2 separate regions of the Mus musculus genome follow, and region 1 is linked to region 2. The links are chromatin contacts, called in public HiChIP or PLAC-seq maps. All regions are on one chromosome and are shown on one strand. Each heading gives the region's core, a stretch centred on a gene start, on an enhancer-like site or on the middle of the called end of the contact. The rest is flanking DNA. Distances are from core to core; before and after follow the strand shown. Region 1 overlaps Etl4 (enhancer trap locus 4). Region 2 overlaps Etl4 (enhancer trap locus 4).

Evidence for each region. HiChIP or PLAC-seq counts read pairs in DNA pulled down with a chosen protein or histone mark.
Region 1: an H3K27ac HiChIP or PLAC-seq map of trophoblast stem cells shows a contact between it and region 2, with 3 times the contacts expected there. The contact joins two enhancer-like sites. A contact is called at or near these places in 1 of 484 Hi-C or Micro-C datasets (muscle stem cells), 8 of 115 datasets of contacts at active chromatin or transcription factors (embryonic stem cells, epiblast stem cells, neural tube and 3 more) and 3 of 9 other capture datasets (adipose tissue, embryonic stem cells and pancreatic islet).

The regions. Positions count from the first base shown.
Region 1 is chr2:20,630,745-20,634,917 of GRCm38.p6, reverse strand. All of the region lies in intron 3 of Etl4 (enhancer trap locus 4), which reads right to left. Among named protein-coding and RNA genes, the nearest start is that of Gm17171, 300 kb to the right of the region's middle. Within about 2 kb of position 2,912, at least 5 of the 459 cell types and tissues checked have an H3K27ac peak or open chromatin away from gene starts, as enhancers often do. A contact at or near this core is called in pancreatic cancer cells and trophoblast stem cells, where this site is marked.
Region 2 is chr2:20,523,495-20,527,366 of GRCm38.p6, reverse strand. All of the region lies in intron 2 of Etl4 (enhancer trap locus 4), which reads right to left. Among named protein-coding and RNA genes, the nearest start is that of Gm17171, 190 kb to the right of the region's middle. Within about 2 kb of position 1,271, at least 70 of the 459 cell types and tissues checked have an H3K27ac peak or open chromatin away from gene starts, as enhancers often do. A contact at or near this core is called in pancreatic cancer cells and trophoblast stem cells, where this site is marked.

The DNA.
Region 1 (4,173 bases), core at 1,663-4,162, 110 kb before region 2:
GGACCTGAGGATGTTTTAAAATGTTAGATGGCGCTCTTTAAGCTTTCTTACTCTCTAGCTCTCCCCTCTCTCTTTCCCTTCCCCTCTCTCTCCACATGGCCATGGCTGGTCTCTCTCTCTTTCTACCTTCTCTCTTTCCCCCTGCCTTTCTACAATAAAGCTCTAAAACAATAAAAAAAAAAAATGTTAGATGCCAAAAATCAATTTAAAAGTGGTTCCTCTTTCCCCAAATTGAGCATTGAGTGCAATGGCCCATCAGGTATGATCAATTATGAAGATAAACTTCTTAATCAAGATATTACCTGTTCTCTCCCTGCCTCAACACCCAACACTTCACTCCTTAGCCTGCCTGCTTTGCATACGCCTGGTGCAGGCAGGAGGAGGATCATGGGCACCAGTTGGTTCCACCACTGTGCTAGCAAGAACAACTCTTTCGACTTTTAGACCCTAGGGGAAATACATTCTATTTCAAGATCAACTACTAACAGGTAAAGGAGTTTATTGTGTCCCTTTCAGAGATGTCTTCTCTAAAGGGAAAATGTTTTAAATTATTTTTATGACTTAGTTGTTTGAACTGATCATGAAGACACATTAGAAAAAAAAAAAGATTAGGCAACAAAAGGGGTTTTAAAACTCAAAGAGGAAAAATAGGTCACTTATAATATCACAGTGGGAGAAGAGCACAAAATTATCTTACAATAAAAGTCACAGCAATTTACCATCTTGGTTAGTCTCCCCCACCCCCCAAGCTGCTAGTGGCATTGTCTGACACAGCAGGGTACTCTCCTTCACTGTCACTTCAGACACTCTTTGCTGGGACCTGCACATTTATGTCCCCACGGCATGGCTTTTTACTGAAACCATCACTTGGAGAATGAGGGTGAGAATCTAGCCAGCTTCTTCCTCAGGTCTATTCAGTATGTGGATTTTCTGGTCTTCCTTAGCCACAAGGATTCCAGGAGACACGTAGGAGATAGATTTTCCTAACGTGTACAGTGTCTCTTTTTTGCCCAAACTTCTCATTAAAGTCCCTCTCAGCAAAGACAACAATTTTCTACCCAAAATGTAAAGATTTCTTATGTCAGAAATAAGGTGAAAGGACCAGAACGCCTGCTGTGGCTGTATAAGCAGTCAGTGAATGGGCCTACTCGCTACACCATAGTGACTAGGCTGTGTTCAAACCACCACTCCTCCCAGTTAGGGCTGTGGACACTGAGCTATAGGCATGAAACAGGTTTCACATCAAGGCTGCTCCTGAAGATACACTGTAGTCAAGCAAGCGTTATTGAAATTAAATCTTTCATTTCCTAATTGATTATGTACTAGGCTTACTAGATGCTTTCATGATCATTTCCAATGAATTATCAGCTAACTTTTCACCGTTGAATGCTGTGGTAAAACGGGTTAAGTCTATTGCGTGCATAATGAAATCAACTAACTTTGTAGTTTAGAAGCAAGTTTCCTGGTGGTCCTTTTAGGATAAAGATGATGACATTGTATGTTCAGTAGATCGGTAGTGACTGTTTAGTAATCTTCAGCAGCTTTCTTAAGGTTAGAAATGGTTTCCAATGGCATTTGGATACGGATGCCATCTTTGTTTATTCAGGTCAGAGCTCAAAGCATCCCAGTGGCGGAAGTGAAGGACTGGTTAATTAACTTGGCTGTGGCAATCATTTCATGCTGCATTTGCATATCAAATCTCACACTTTAACTTAGAATGTACTGCATACAGTTTCCACTCATCGATTACATACTTCAATACAGCTTAAAGGAACCTCTCAAAGCATTTCTAAAAACAAAAACAAAAACCTGACATGGAAAGTATTATACTTTCTAAAGTATGCATCTTGTTTTAATTACTATTTTCAGCTTTATCTTGGCGTATTTTTTCATTGTCTTCTCTAAGGCCAACAGAATGATCCCTAAAAATAAAATAATTTACAAAATGAAGGAGGTTATGTAAGTCTTTTGGTCACACACACACACACACACACACACACACACACACACACACACACAGACAGACACACATACTATGACAAAGTCTTAAGTAAATGTTTATCTATATAACCACAGCTACAAGTGGCTCAAGCCAGCACATGTGTAAAAAAACAAATCCACCAAGTTTTTGTTGACACCCCCCACTCCCGAAATGTGCTGTACAGGAAAGAAAGGGATTTGGGAAATGTAAATAGCCCCATCCAGTTTCATTCTCAGCCTCTGAGTGTTTTCTATGGAAGCCTTTAAGAAGCTTTGTTGAGAAAGCCCACACACACTGTCACACTGTGCTCAAGGAAACAGGCTTGCTGGTCAGGTGTGGGGATGACCTATCAATTGCTGTAATTTTTATATATATGATCAAACTTCTTTTTTTATTAATCATTCCATCCATTTACATCTCAAATGATATCCTACTTCCCAGTCACCCCTCCACAAGGCTCCCATCCCACAGCCTCCTTTTCCTCCCTCCCCTTTGCTTCTATCAGGGTGCTCCCCCACCCACCCATCCCTCCAACTTGTAATAATTAAAATTTAGATCTAAATGAAAGTGGGCAACTAAATCCTGAGCACCATTAAATGGTATCAGCCAGCAGAGAGGTGAATCTGTAATATATTTTTAAAGTGATCATCTAGAGTCCCAATATGCACCTTCACTGAGTTACCCCTGTAGTTACTCATATTCTGTCAAGTTGGTTGTCTAGTGGACAAAGACCGAATGCTCACATGTTATTGACTAGAGATGCAAAGGCCTAAATGCCTGCTGAAAGACCAGTAAACAAAAAGGTATGTGTCCATGAGATGTAGCTTGCACCTGAAATGCCCCCATGAGTGGCTGTACAATGGCTGAGAAGTGGGGCTTAGCTGGAGGAAGTGAGTCACCAGGGCAGTGTTATCCCTGACCTTTCCTGCTGTGACCACTGCTTCCAGATCAATAATGAGGGGAGTGATCTGGAAGAAGCTCTCTACCACACACTCCTACAACCTGTCCAAGCACTTGGAGTACAAGTGACTATGGACTTAAACTCTGAGTCAAAACTAAATCCTTCTTTTAACTTATTTGTCACATACTCTGTTGCAAAAACACAAAAGTAACTAATACAACAGACAGTGCAGTACAAATGTGTCTTCAAAGGGAAAGAGTTCTCATACATTCCACAAAACGGATGGATCTTAAGGGCATTGTGCTAAGTGAAATAAACAGTCACACACACAAAATCCAATACCTTACTATTTTACTTACAGAAACTGTCTGAGTAGTCACACACAGAGTGATAGAAAATTAAGTGTTGATTGACAGGCTTGGGGCAGGGCTTTGGTTAAATAGGTACAGAGCTCAAGTTTTTTAGGGTTTTAAGGCTGAGGAGATGGCTCAGCAGGTAAAGTGCTTACTATGTAGGCCAAAAGGTCTGAGTTCAGATCCTTGGGCCCCAAGTAGAAAGCCAGGTATGGCAGCACAATCATGAAACTTCAGTGATGGGGAGCTGAGACGGACAGATCTCAGGCTCTGTGACCAAATAGTGTAGCTAAACTGGTGATTCAGTGAGGGATTTTTGTCTTAAAAAATAATGTAGAAATCTGAGTGGTGATGGCATACACCTTTAAACCCAGCACTCAGGAAGCAGAGGCAAGCAGATATCTATGAGTTCGAGATCAGCCTGGTCTACTGAGGGAGTTCCAAGACAGCCAGGGCTACACAGAGAAATTGTCTTTAAAAACAACAACTACAAATAACACCAAAATCACAAAAACAAGACAAAATAGTAGAAAGTAACAGAGGAGGACATCCTGACAATTTCTAGCCCTCGTACCACAAGTACGAGTACACGTGTCATGTATATACATATGCACACATGTGCACACACACATACTATGTGAACATCCCTAACACCACTAAAGCATATATTTTAAATAAGATGGTATATTTTAAGATGGTAAATATCATGTTATGTGCATTTTACCTCCACTTAAAAGCACATTGCAGACAATCAACCTAAGTAAGAAGTCAGTGGAAAAGAATACAGTTGAGAACATGCCCAGCCACCATTTCTCTCTACAAAGAATCTAAGTAAATAGGCAGGGCTGAAAGGGCAAAGTGTTCTCATAATATCCTTTGAATGCAGGGGCAATTCCTCAATTTCACACTTAGACAGCATTAAGCCTTATCCTATCATC
Region 2 (3,872 bases), core at 22-2,521:
TCATGGGAAAGGTCGCATCAATTTTATGCTGTTTTTCTACTTTGTTTATGTTCTTGTGGATTTTAAAATAATGTTTCCAGTGGTCTAACAAAACTGAATGTGACATACAGTAAAGGGATGGAAAGGTACCAGCAGTTAACAAGGGAGACTGACACAGGCCAGCCAGCACACAGAGCCCATCTTTGTCTGCTCGCCTTTATTGCTTGCGCTCATCCACCACTCCATTAGTCCCATCTGCCTCCACCCCAGCCCAGCACCAGCACCTCAGTAACCCAGTCCTGTCCACAAACTCTTCACAGTTGATTAGGCCTTTCCTCTGCTCTGGGCAGCTGCCAGCCCCACACCTGAAGGAGAAATGACATTTGGGCCATTTGAGTCACCTGGGGAGAATTCAGCCTTTTTGTTTTGTTTTGTTTTGTTTTGTTTTTGTTTTTTTGTTTTTTCCAGACAGGGTTTCTCTGTATAGCCTTGGCTGTCCTGGAACTCATTCTGTAGACCAGGCCTCGAACTCAGAAATCCGCCTGCCTCTGCCTCCCGAGTGCTGGGATTAAAGGCGTGTGCCACCACACCCAGCTAGAATTCAGCCTTTTAGGTGAGCATAAAACCCAAGGAGAGGCATGCATAAACAAGAGAAGGAACAGACAAAGGTCCATTTTGCCACTATTCCACAGTTATGGTGTCAGACCCAAGTGGGCCAGTTTCACATTATCTGTATGAAGAAAAGTGCATGCAGGGACTCTCAAGCTGTCAAACAGAATGGCAGTTCTGTTTCTTGTTTGGAAAGAACTCTGGTGCTAAGATGTAAATATGGGTGTGTCTGGCTGTTTGCTATTCTGGGAATCCTTGTCTAACAAAGTAGAGAAGTTGTAGCCTAAAGACAAGGCCTGGGCAAGGCTGAAAGGCAGCCCTGTTTCCTCTTCCTGCCCCTCCCAAACTCTTCCAGGGAGCCCACTTCCAGCAGGGCAAAGAGCAAACAAGAGCTTCGAATGGAAAATCAGCCCTTAAACACTCCCCGGAGCACAATTGAGGGGGAGGGGGGAGGAGGGGGAGGGAGGAGAAGGAGGAAGAACAGGAGGAGGGCAGGATCACCAAAGAGCTACTCTTCAGAGACCCAGGGGACTCCAGCTGTGATGTGTCTACATCCTGGACAAGAAAAGTAGAGAGGGATCTGGGAGGGCAAATTCAAAAAGGCAGAGGGTTATAGAAAGCCAAGCCATCCCTAAGGAGCCGTCCACACAGCAAGCTATGCAGACCAGCAACTGCTGGACTGTAGTGCCTGTGACTCTCCATGTTCTGATTACTCTGGCTGAGTCAGACCACACAGAGAGGCATCTGGGCTTTGGCATCATTTGGGCACTTCACAACCTACTGGGAGCTGGCGGTAGTGCAGTTACTTCCTGGGATATTTATTTTATTTTATTTTTTATCTTATTTGCTTTTAATTTTATTTTGGGGGGGGGGGTGAAAAATAAACACAAAGTCTTGTACATACACATGCTAAACATGTACTCTACCACTGAATTATACTTTTCTGAGAATTTATCCCATGGTCAAGATTAGGGAGTCCAGGGGCTCTCTCCTATAGGAGTTGAAAGCTAGCCTGGGTTACATAGTGAATTCCATAAGAGCTGGGACTACTGTGTAACAGAGCACAAAATCTTGTCTCAAATAACCAACAACATATAAGTTATTGATTATATATATTTATATATAAGTACATATATAATATATAACATATAATATATAAATATATATCCTACTATATATTAGGTAGTCCACATACTCCTGTGTGTGTGTGGTGTATGCACACACTTGTCTGTCCTGGAACTCTGTAGACCAGGCTGGTCTCAGCAATCCACTTGCCCCTGCCTCCTGAGGGCTGGTATTAAAGGTTCCTCCACCATCTGGCTCTCTTCACTTCTTCATAGTGGTTAGCTGAAGAGACAGCTCACTAGTTTAGAACACTGGCTGCTCCTCCAAAGCAGGAGTTCAATTCCCAGCACTCAAATGTCAGCTCACAATTCTCTATAACTCCAGTTCCAGGGGATCCTTGTTCAATTCTGGCCTCTGTGGGTACTAGGCAGGCATGCTCTACACAGACATACATGCAGGCAAACATTCATATTCATAAATACGTTTCTTAAAACATGAAGTCAAGGATAAAAACAATCCCTTGTACAGACTTTATACAATAGGTAGAGCATTCCATGTAATCTAGAGAAGCATCCTGTGTTGTATTAATTCAAATTAATTGACCGAGTCAACTATTCATTTGCACAAATATTGAATAATGGCCTGCTCCAAACACTAAAAGGGATAGGAGGTGGTGGGGTGCTGATCAAGATAGACTGCATAGGAGTATCTACCTGATGGTTAGAGAGTCAGTCAACAAACAACTAATGTATAATTTGAGCGCCAGGTCAGTGCTTTGAAGAGCGAAAGAAGATATGAAGGTAGAAACTGACTAGGCTGTTTCAGAGCACAGACTGAGCATCTGTCATTTTGTAGGCTAGCACTAGATGGAGGCACCCATTGCCAGAGGAGGCAATCAGGTAGATGGATCCCCGCCACAGAGCTTTCAAGAAACCTTTAAAAGCCAGAAGAGGAGGTCATGTTGGGGACAACAACCCAAGGATGATACTAGGAGCCCATGGCCTCCAAAGAGAATAAGACACAGATTCAAATTCTACCAACAGCCAGACATAATGATGCACACCTGTATTCCAGCCCTTGTCAGAAGGCAGGAACATCAGGAGTTAGTATCCAGCCTTAGCTACACGAGTTTCAAACCCAGCCTGGGCTGTATGAGGCCCTGTCTCAAATAAATTTTCCCAATGATTATTGAAAGCCTACTCTGCCAAATGCTTACAGCTCTTCACACTGAGCACCTACAGGGGTTGCAAAGCTAAGTGAGGAAACTGGGAAAGCACTAGCAACAGTAAAGGCTTTCCAAACCTGCAGCAAAGAAACCTTAATTCAAAATCATATATATATATATATGATCATCGATATATATGATATATATATATATATATATATATATATATATATATATATATATATATATATATACACATACACACAATCAGGGGCTGAAGAGTGAAGAGATAGCTAGGGGCTTAAGAGCATTTGCTTCTCTCACAAAGGCTCTGGGCTTGATTCCCAGCACCCACATGGCTGCTCACAAATGCTTGTACCTCTGGCTCTAGTGGGATTCCTCTCGCCCCTTTATCTCCACAGGAACCAGACACACACACACTGTGGGGAAAGTGGTACCTAGACTCAGGCACACACACATACACATAAAATAAAAAGTAAACAAACAACACAAGTAAAAACAGGCGTGTGGTGCATGCCTATAATTCCAGCACTTAGGAGTAGGAGTTCAAGGCCATCTGCAGCTACATAAAAACTGTGAGGCCATCCTGGGCTACATGAGACTCCATCTTAAAAACAAAGCAAACAAAACGCAGGTTGAAACAAGGCTGAGCTGTTTCTGGCAGTGCTCCCCCATGATGCTGTTTCATAGGAGCCTTGATTCTGAACACACACCATGCATGCTTCAGTGGCATCTGCCACCATGCCACAACTTGCCAGCAAATACTGCCTCAAACACACAGACTTGGATTCTATTACTATGTTTTGAATTTCAGTGCTTTCTCTATGCATGCAAAGCTTTATGCTCTTATTGAGAAGGAATGGTTTAATTACGGAAAACAAGAACTTTAAATAGCTTCTTACTGTTATCCTTCATCGTGTAACTATCAAATTAGTGCATCTTCAAAATGTATTATCTTAGAATGTTTGATTTTTAAAAAGTGCTGTTCGAGATGCTGACTTGAAATACATTTAAAAAATCAGTCAGTAAATAT